Linked DNA regions of Mus musculus: all the other regions are linked to region 3. Evidence: chromatin contacts called from public HiChIP or PLAC-seq data. All regions are on one chromosome and are shown on one strand. The core of a region is the stretch at or near the end of the contact, and the rest is flanking DNA. Distances in the headings are between cores, read along the strand shown. Region 1 overlaps Zfp469 (zinc finger protein 469). Region 2 overlaps Zfpm1 (zinc finger protein, multitype 1). Region 3 holds the start of Banp (BTG3 associated nuclear protein).

Evidence for each region. HiChIP or PLAC-seq counts read pairs in DNA pulled down with a chosen protein or histone mark.
Region 1: an H3K4me3 HiChIP or PLAC-seq map of bone marrow-derived macrophages shows a contact between it and region 3, with 8 times the contacts expected there. The contact joins the enhancer-like site here to the promoter of Banp in region 3. A contact is called at or near these places in 8 of 39 promoter capture datasets (the C10 cell line, cranial neural crest, erythroid cells and 4 more), 1 of 15 datasets of contacts at CTCF or cohesin (the NIH/3T3 cell line), 14 of 484 Hi-C or Micro-C datasets (CD4 T cells, the G1E-ER4 cell line, bone marrow-derived macrophages and 8 more), 23 of 115 datasets of contacts at active chromatin or transcription factors (the SCID.adh cell line, SST interneurons, bone marrow-derived macrophages and 13 more) and 4 of 9 other capture datasets (adipose tissue, bone marrow-derived macrophages, macrophages and 1 more).
Region 2: a contact with region 3 is called in an H3K4me3 HiChIP or PLAC-seq map of bone marrow-derived macrophages, with 4 times the contacts expected there. The contact joins the enhancer-like site here to the promoter of Banp in region 3. A contact is called at or near these places in 7 of 39 promoter capture datasets (the 3T3-L1 cell line, cranial neural crest, embryonic stem cells and 4 more), 1 of 15 datasets of contacts at CTCF or cohesin (the NIH/3T3 cell line), 19 of 484 Hi-C or Micro-C datasets (the AML12 cell line, the C2C12 cell line, bone marrow-derived macrophages and 12 more), 24 of 115 datasets of contacts at active chromatin or transcription factors (the HPC-7 cell line, SST interneurons, T-cell acute lymphoblastic leukemia and 16 more) and 4 of 9 other capture datasets (adipose tissue, bone marrow-derived macrophages, embryonic stem cells and 1 more).

Annotation. Positions count from the first base shown.
Region 1 is chr8:122,268,169-122,270,868 of GRCm38.p6, reverse strand. It overlaps Zfp469 (zinc finger protein 469), which reads right to left. Exons shown (of 3, transcript NM_001362883.1): 3 at 1-2,700. Among named protein-coding and RNA genes, the nearest start is that of Zfpm1, 13 kb to the left of the region's middle. Within about 2 kb of position 1,253, at least 50 of the 459 cell types and tissues checked have an H3K27ac peak or open chromatin away from gene starts, as enhancers often do. A contact at or near this core is called in SST interneurons, bone marrow-derived macrophages, embryonic stem cells and 4 more, where this site is marked.
Region 2 is chr8:122,329,789-122,332,596 of GRCm38.p6, reverse strand. It overlaps Zfpm1 (zinc finger protein, multitype 1), which reads right to left. Exons shown (of 10, transcript NM_009569.4): 5 at 408-507. Among named protein-coding and RNA genes, the nearest start is that of Gm46056, 13 kb to the left of the region's middle. RefSeq lists an enhancer at 2,636-2,808. Within about 2 kb of position 1,291, at least 49 of the 459 cell types and tissues checked have an H3K27ac peak or open chromatin away from gene starts, as enhancers often do. A contact at or near this core is called in T-cell acute lymphoblastic leukemia, adipose tissue, bone marrow-derived macrophages and 2 more, where this site is marked.
Region 3 is chr8:121,948,938-121,951,802 of GRCm38.p6, reverse strand. Banp (BTG3 associated nuclear protein) reads right to left here and starts at 1,311. Exons shown (of 14, transcript NM_016812.4): 1 at 1,155-1,311. It overlaps Gm27011 (predicted gene, 27011), which reads left to right and starts at 1,158. Exons shown (of 1, transcript NR_169031.1): 1 at 1,158-2,125.

The DNA.
Region 1 (2,700 bases), core at 4-2,503, 320 kb before region 3:
CCCTTGGTGTGGGCTCGAGGTGGGGGCTGGTCCGGGGTGGAGCTCGCCCAGCTAGGACAGCTGGGCTCAGTAGGGGTGGAGGCCATCTCACTTTGGAGCTGCCCACTGGTTGGCTGGGGCTGGCTGCCACCCCCTGTCTGAGTGCCAGGCTGGAGCCCTCCACTGCTCTGAGGGGTGCCTCGCAGTTTACCTTTAGAAGTGTTGGGCTTTACCCTGTCCTCAGGACTCAAGACCAGCTCTGCGGCTGGGATCCCCATCCCTCCTGGTTTTCGGGGTGGTGCTGGTGGCTTCAGTGCTTTTTTGGTGGGCTCTGCTGCTCTGTGATGGGAGGTACTTGAGTAGGCTCCTGGTTTGGTGGCATTGCCCTTCTGGGAGGGACCCTCTATTCTCCCCTCAGGTGCCATGTGGTGTGTGGTCACTAGCCTCTCCTGGAGCTGAGAGGGGTGCCCTGGGGAACACCCAGGGGCACACTTGTCTCCGTTGCCTGGACTCTTGTGTTTTCCTGGGAACAGGTGAAGGGCCCTCTTTTCCCCTACCAGAGCCTGCCATTTACATGGCTCAAGGCTTCCCAAGGAAGCCTCGTGTTCTGGTTTCTCCAGGGTTCTGTTCAGCTTGCAGCAGCCGCCTGTACCTTCAGCTGAGGCAGCTGAGAAAGGAGACAGAGACGGAGGTGGAAGATCCTGGCCACTCAGTGGTAGGTTGTTCCCCCTGGGTGAGTGGTCTGCCTGGTCCACAGGGTTCTCTTGAGAACTGGGCTGGTCCAGGATGAGGCTAGGCGCTAGGGGCAGTGCAGGAAGGGACACCTCACTTGGTGTAGGGCTGGTTGTGGAGGGGATTCTGTCAGTGCTGAGCTCAGGGGGACTGAAGGGCGCCATCAGCCTGTTCTGCTTGCTGGGTAGCACATCCTGGGAGACACGGGTCTTCCTCCTAGGAACCCCTGGCCGCTTAACACTCCGGAGTGTGAAGGGCTGCAGGTCGCAACTCAGGTGCTTGCCCATGTGCCTGTCGAATTGCTCCTTCTTTGCAAAGGTGTAGTTGCAGGAGCTGCAGACAAAGGACCTCCTGATGACGTGCATGACATTGGCGCAGAGCTCACAGGCATAGAGAGGCACGTGTGGGAGCTCCTTCTCCTCTGTCACCCCGTGGGTCAGGCCCAGGTGTACCTTCAGCTCCCAGGGCTCAGGGTAGACCTGCGGGCACCGGGGACACAGGTAGACGCGCTGTGGGCTGTGCACCGCCAGGTGGCGCTGCAGCTTGAAGGGCTTGGGGAACTGCTTCCCACAGTGGTGGCAGTCACGGGAGGGGTCCTTGCAGTCCTCGTGCACTGGTACAGCTTGGAGCGGGGACTCGCCGTGGGACCAAGGGTCTGGGGACGGGGCGGGGGGCGTCTTGGCAGAGTCAGAGCAGGTGGCAGAACTGCTGGTCAGAACGGATAGGCTGCCTCCTTCGGCGCCATCTTGGCTGGGGGTGACCGAGGCACGTGCCTTGCGCTTCATCCTTCTTGGGGTTTTCTTTCCAGCGTCTCCTTCCTGCTCTGATGGCTCCCTACTGTCTTTGCCGATCGAGCGCTTGGTCCTCTGGGGTTTGGATGCTCGCTCCACAATGGTGTTCAGGAAGTGCGTGAGGGCGCTTTCCCCTTCCAAGCACCCGGGCAGGTCTCCTAAGGCTCGCCGCGCCTGGCCATTTCGGGCAAAGCGGGCTGCGTGCTCCCGAAGGTGCTGGTTGTACATCCAGACATCAGCCACCTCCTTCAGGCACATGCCACAGGCCCACGGCCCTGCTTTGCCCTGCACGTGCTTCTCCCACAAGTGCTCCCGTAGAAGCTCCCGGGAACTGAATCTGCGCTCCACGCACAGGTAGCAAGTTGGGGGCGGCGAGGGGCTGTGCGACAGCTTATGGAGATCCAGCTCGCCCAGGCTATGGAACCGCTGGAAGCACACCCTGCACTTGTAGGAGGCCCTCTTGCCCTTCACCCGCAGGTCTCTGCCTTTGGCTCGTCTGGCCCGGGCAGTTCCCTCCATTCTTTTGTCTGGAGGGCCTTGTGAATTTGCTGTGACCTGGAAGTCTAGGGCGCCTGGGTTAGAGAGTTCAACAAGGTCACTACAGGGTCTCAGAAAGCACAGGTCTTGTATCTCCAGCTGGGTGCTGAGAGCCTCAAAGTCCTTAACGTAAAGTGGGGGCAGGCTGGCATTTCCAGGAGGCCTGTTGTCATGTTCCCTTTCTAGGTTAGGGGGTTCCGGGCTCATGTCTCCAACAGAAGAGGCTGTCTCACAGGCTGGGCTACAGTGTTCCAGGTCCCGCCAGGCTGCTGGGACCATGTGCAGCTGCGGGATGGGCTCTGACCATTCATCTTGGTTCTCCATCAAGCAGGAAGGCTTCTCCTCCACGCAGCTGGTTTGCCTGTCGGATTCCAGGGCCCACAGGCTGAGGCTGGGGGTCCATGGGTCAAGGCCAGGTGTCTTATTGCTTAGAAGGCCATCGAGGAGGAGGGACTCGGGCAAACTCATGACTTCATCATCCCACACATCCTCTTCCTCTCGGGACAGGCAGAGAGAGCCCGAGTCACTGAGATCGGTAGGCAGGCGCGTGGAGCCGAGTGAGACACTGTTTATCACCTCAGCGATGGGCTCCTTCGGTGATGGGCACTTTGGCCTTTGGCAGCGCTTCCCATAGACTCGTAGGTTCTTCTGAGTGAGGCGG
Region 2 (2,808 bases), core at 42-2,541, 380 kb before region 3:
GGTGGCCCCTCTAGCCCTTGTGTTCAGTGGCTGTGGAGGGCCCAGGGTGGCCCCTCTAGCCCTTGTGTTCAGTGGCTGTGGAGGGCCCAGGGTGGTCCCTCTAGCTCTTGTGTTCAGTGGCTGTGGAGGGCCCAGGGTGGTCCCTCTAGCTCTTGTGTTCAGGGGCTGGCTGTAGAGGGCCCAGGGTGGTCCCTCTAGCTCTTGTGTCAGTGGTTATGATTCGCATGGGATTGCAGCTCCAAAGGTTGTCCATCATCCTCTCAGATGGGGTTCAGGGTGCTCTCTCAGGCAGTTTGATTGTTACCCAGATAAGCTGGTGTCCCTTTAAGAGCTGGACCAGTCAGAACCAAGTGACCCTGCCTTCTGAAAGACCTTAGCGGGGAGGGAGGCAGGCATGAGATACAGACCCTTCCTGTAGATCTCTGAGTTGGCGGCTTCTTCAGTTAGGACCTGGGGCAGCATCCTTAGCCAGCAGCTCTCATCCACCATCAGGGTCACAGCTGGGCCCTAGAGAAGAGTGGAGATGGGAAAGGCTCAGTCTATATAGGATGCCGAGTGGGGGGCTTTGCTCTGTTGTGTAGTGGTGGTCAGCAGCCTGGTAGCTCATAGCAGTAGGACTTGTGTAGTTCAAACACTATGATAACTGGAGGCATGGCAGGGAGCTGTGCATTCCCAGGCTATGCATTGGTCTCTGTTGGGAACAAAGGTCTAGAGCTGTCAAGCACTGAATCTATAGAGCCTGCTGATGTGTGTTCTCTTTCTGTGACAGCAGAGCTGCTGGCACCAAGGGTATGGCCCATACCACGCAACTGCTAGATTCCTGCAAGGAACTGAGAAAGGGAGGGAGGGAGGGAGAGAGGGAGAGAGGGAGGGAGAGAGGGAGAGAGGGAGAGAGGGAGAGCACGAGCCCATGTCTCTGTACAGTAGAGCTTTCCTTTCTGGTGCAGGGTGGAACTTTTGGCCCTGTCCGTTCATTGAGAGCACTGTCCTTCTCCTGAGATTGGCTGCCCCAACCCAAGACAGCTGTGTTGCCAGGGAGCGAGGGGTAGTGGGTAGCTGAGGCTCTGTGCCCTCTTCCCCATCATATGGGCCAGGGAACTGAGACAGAATAAAGGGGAGGGGGTTGGGGTTAGAAGTTCCAGCCTAGGGCTGTGCCACACACTTCCTCTGCAGCTCCATCTGAACCTGGAAGGGAAGAGCTCTGGGCTCAGCCCCCCAGGGCCACCAAAGCTGCTTGCTTCCTGCCCCCTGCACCCTGGCTCTCAGCCCAGCAGCAGAGGAAGTAAGTGTACGTGGCCATGTCTCTGTGCAGCCCAGGCTGGAAGGCTGGGCTGGGATTTGGTCTCCGGTGGAGGATGAGACACAGCCAGTGGAAGGCAGGGACAGCAGAGGCCCAGTCCTGTCTATCCTTGGAGGGTGGGGTGGGTGACTGCTGCCACTTGGGCACCTCCCTGTTCGCTGAGCTTACTTAGCCCCTGGACTAAGCCACTCGGGCACTATGTGTAAAGGCAGAGCAGGCCTGTGTATCATCCTGTCGGCCATTCGCTGTTTGATTCAAATAAATGCCTTTCACTCAGAAACCTGCACCCCAGGAACTCTTAACCCAAAGCTTAGAGCCCCTGCTCACTCCCGGCTCCTAAGAACCGCTGCGGTGGTCATGGCAATGAGCTCACTGGGTAAGGAAGATGACCAACAGGCTGGAACAGGAGGAGAAACAGGCTGCTGACTGTAAGGGGAACTGCCAGGACAGTGCTTGGCACTCCTGGGTCCCCTTGTGTGTGATGCCCACATAGGCTCTGGGGCCAAACGTCAGGGTTCAGGTCTGACCTTTCTCCTGTGACCCCTGTGGACCAACTCTTTACAGATCGCATTCACATGGCATATACAGAGCCAACAAGATAAGGCCTACTAGCTGGGAACTCCCAGTGACCCATGAGGTCATGACAGCCCAGCCCGGTGGCTTCCACGTCACCTGCCTGCTGCCACGTGGCTTGCCATGGAGCAGGGAGTGGAGATAAGCTGGTTCTGAAGGGGAGCCCTGGAGTCCTAGCAGGTAACACCTGCACCTCTGGCTTCAGTTTCCTGTATGCCAGCACGGTGAGGCCCACATGACAAAGTTGCTGTCAGGATAGGGGAAGGAATCCCCTTCCTTGTCCTGCCACCATCTCAGGGCGGTGGGAGAGCTGGGGGCTAGGGAGGCTGTGCCCTTCTCTGTGGGCCTTTCTGCCCTGGGCACAGATGAATGTGAGGATACAGGAAGCCCTAGAGCTGTGTATACTGGCCACGGCTGCTTACTTATGCTCTGCTTGAAGGATAACATGAACAGTAAGGCATCTCTGGACCTAGGTATTGCCTTGCACCCTGGACCTTGCTGGCAGTTGCCACACGTCCACTGAGGGAGTGCATTCTACCCAAGAGCCTGCTTCAGATCGGCTGGCTTCCGTCAGGAGGTGGCTCCCAGGGATGCAGGGGGTAGGTGAGCTTTCAAGGTCACAGTTGGATAGCACAGAGTAAGCAGCAGACGGGTGTGGGCAGCCACACAGGGGGCCTCTGACTCTCACAGGCTAGCTGTTCCTGGCCCCAGCAGATGGCTGTCAGTGAGGTGGCTGGGTCTGGCCCTCCCTGCCTCAGCCTTCCACTACTCTAATGAATATTAATGAGCGGAGGAGGGTGAGAAAATTAATCTGCCTGATCCTCTGATGGGTGCTGTGGTAACGATATGAAATCTAATTATTCGTCCCAATATTTCTAAACCCTCAAACTGAGACTGACAGCCTCGCGGTCGGTTTAACGCTTATCGCTCTCCGG
Region 3 (2,865 bases), core at 62-2,561:
CTGTCTCCTAAGTGCTTGGAATTAAAAGTCCTGCGCCACTGGGGTGAAAGATAAACTGAAGTTCTTTCCTGGAATGAAAATCAAAAAGGAATAGAAAGATAAAGAAACTCAAGTAGTGTGCCCAAATGGGGCGGGGGTGGGGGGGAGGGCGACAAACTCTCTAACGACTTTAAGAAAGGCTCTTGGGACAATCTCCCAGCGCTCGAGGACACGCCTACCGAGCATACCTGCGAAGGGCAGACCTGTTCCAATGCCAAGAAGACCTTAGGCCGGTCCAGGGAGGAAACAGTTACCAGAAAGGAAGTCCTTGGCAGAGGCTCCCTGGGGACTCAAGAAGAAAGCTGACTGAAACACTGCGTCCTGAGCTGACCAGGCGTGCAGCGAAAGAAAGACCTCGGGACCTACCTGCACCCGCCTAAAGCGTCCCCAACCCAGATTAGAAGAAAGGCAGAGAGGAGGTAGAGGGAAGCCGGAGGTTCCACACTATCTCCGAGAAGTTACAATGTCACCAGGAGCAGAGAAACAAAGGCCACCACAAGTAACAAGGAAAAAAAAGAGCCAGGCTGTGCGGGACGGGGACGTGACGCTAGGTGGGGAAGCGAGCACCAGTCTCGGCCCCGATGTCAACAGAGAGCAGAGCAGAGGCGGGCGGACGCGCCAACCAGGGCGAAGTCACCCGGTTACCGGGGCATAGCGCCAACAACGGCCGGGAGATGGGGCCACCTAGGCGGCGGGGCGGCGCGCGGGGCCCGGGCGCAGCGCGCGAGGCTCAGTCCTGAGAGACTTGGGCGGCCGAGCCAGGGCCACAGCGCCCGCGCGCCGAGCCCGTGACAGGAGCGCCGGGCGCGGGCCCGGGAGGCGCCGAGGCCCCGGAGCCGAACGCACGCGAGCACGGCCGCCGGGCCTCGGCCGCTCGCCCGCTCGCTCGCTCGCTTCCCGGGTCCCGCAGCCCCGGCGGGTGGAGGCGCGGAGGCGACGCGCGGACATCCCGCGGCCCGCCGGCCCCCGCCCAGCCCGGCGTGCGGCCCCGTGGCCGTTGGCGACGGTTGGCGGCGGGGCGGGGCGGGGGCGGCCGGAGATCTCGCTCTCGCTCTCGCTCTCGCCCCGCGGGAAGGGGGAGTGGAGGCGCGACCGGCTGCGGGAGCTGCAATTACCGTGTGGGCTGCGGAATTCTCGTGGTGTTTGTCGGGGAGCTGCGATAATGGCGTCCGTCCTCGCGAGAGAAGCAGCCGCTCTGCGCAGGCGCCGCGAGCGCCTCCCCACGGCCTGCGCCCCGCCCTCAGCGCAGGCTCCCTGGGCTCCCGGCTCAAGGGCGGGGCCGGTCGGGAAGGGGGCGGGGCCTGCTCTGGGCGCCTCTGGCGCGCGCTTTCGCCGACGGACTCCAACGAGCATGCGCAGTTGTCCTCCCCTGCTCCGAGAGTTGACTCGCTGGGCCCTTACTTCCCCATCTCACGTCCATGTTACTTGCTAAAGCAGTAAATCCTCCAGTGTTCAATCTGAGGAATGTACGTCCTCTTTGATGGGTGTGAACACACTAACGCTGCCCTGACGACTACAAATCCCAGTGTGCGCTGTGTGTGGCACGATGCGTCCTGGGACTGGTAGTCTCTGCGGCCATGATTTGCCTGCTGGGATTTGTAGTCCATCCGGATTCTGGCTGCCCCATGCCTTCCCTGCCCTGAGGGCTGCTGGGACTTGTAGTGTCAGCGGCTCAAATGGGCTGTACGCTCCCAAACCCGTCCTACCTACTCTACCTGGCATCGGTCTCAGACGTTCCGGGCTCGTTCAGTGGCATTGTCTGGAAAGTTGCCTGACTTCCTTATGGACAAGCTGGTCGTGGGGACACTGTCACTGTGATAGAGATTATATGTGACATGCTTACGTATCATGCAATAGGAGCTATGCAGCATCGATGTGCATTTGTTGCCAGAAATGCCACTAATGGTTCTCTGCACCTGGTCTGTCGTCAGTGTTCCTTTCCAGGCTGTCCCCTTCTGCATGTTCGCAGTGAGCAATCCTACAAACCGGGATTACAGGAGTTATTTTCACTTAGAAAACTAAACAAAACAAAAACCTGTTTCCTGCCCGTTCCCCTGTGCCGATAATAAAGCCATGACTCAGTGCAGCTACCAGCTGGGCAACCTTGGGACAGCCCTTCTAAACCACTGTGCTCTGTCTGGGGTTTGATCCTGTGCCACTTTACCTCAGGATTGTCTTGAAGATTTCAACCTAGAACTGTGCTGTTAAAATGAGACCTGCTGGGCAGTGGTGGCGCACACCTTTAATCCCAGCACTTGGAAGGTAAAGGCAGCCAGATTTCTGAGTTCGAGCCAGCCCAATCTACAGAGTGAGTTCCAGGACAGCCAGAGTTATACAGAGAAGCCCTGTCTCATTTGGGGAAAAAAAAAAAAAAAAAAAAAAAAGCACTGACTGCTCTTCCAGAGGTCCTGAGTTCAAACCCCAGGAACTACATGATGGCTCACAACCATCTGTAATGGGAACCCAATGCCCTCTTCTGGTGTGTCTGAAGACAGTGACAGTGTACCCACATACATGAAATAAATAAATAAATCTTTAAAATAAAAAGAAAGAAAGCTAAGCCCAGAGGAACTACGAGGAACTTGGCCAGAAACTCTTAGAGAGTTGTACTATCTCCTCCCACCGCCCCTCAATTGGGCCCAGATTTTAAAACTGTAGTTGTGAGAGTTCTGAACATGAATGCCTGACCGCACGGAAAAACAGAGTAATGGTGACGTCATCCCCAGCATGTCACCCTAACATCCCCCTTAACCTCCCTTTCACCCCTGGCGTTGCCGTCTCCTCCATCCCAGGACTTCAAATGTATTTAGTGCAACCATCAAGCAG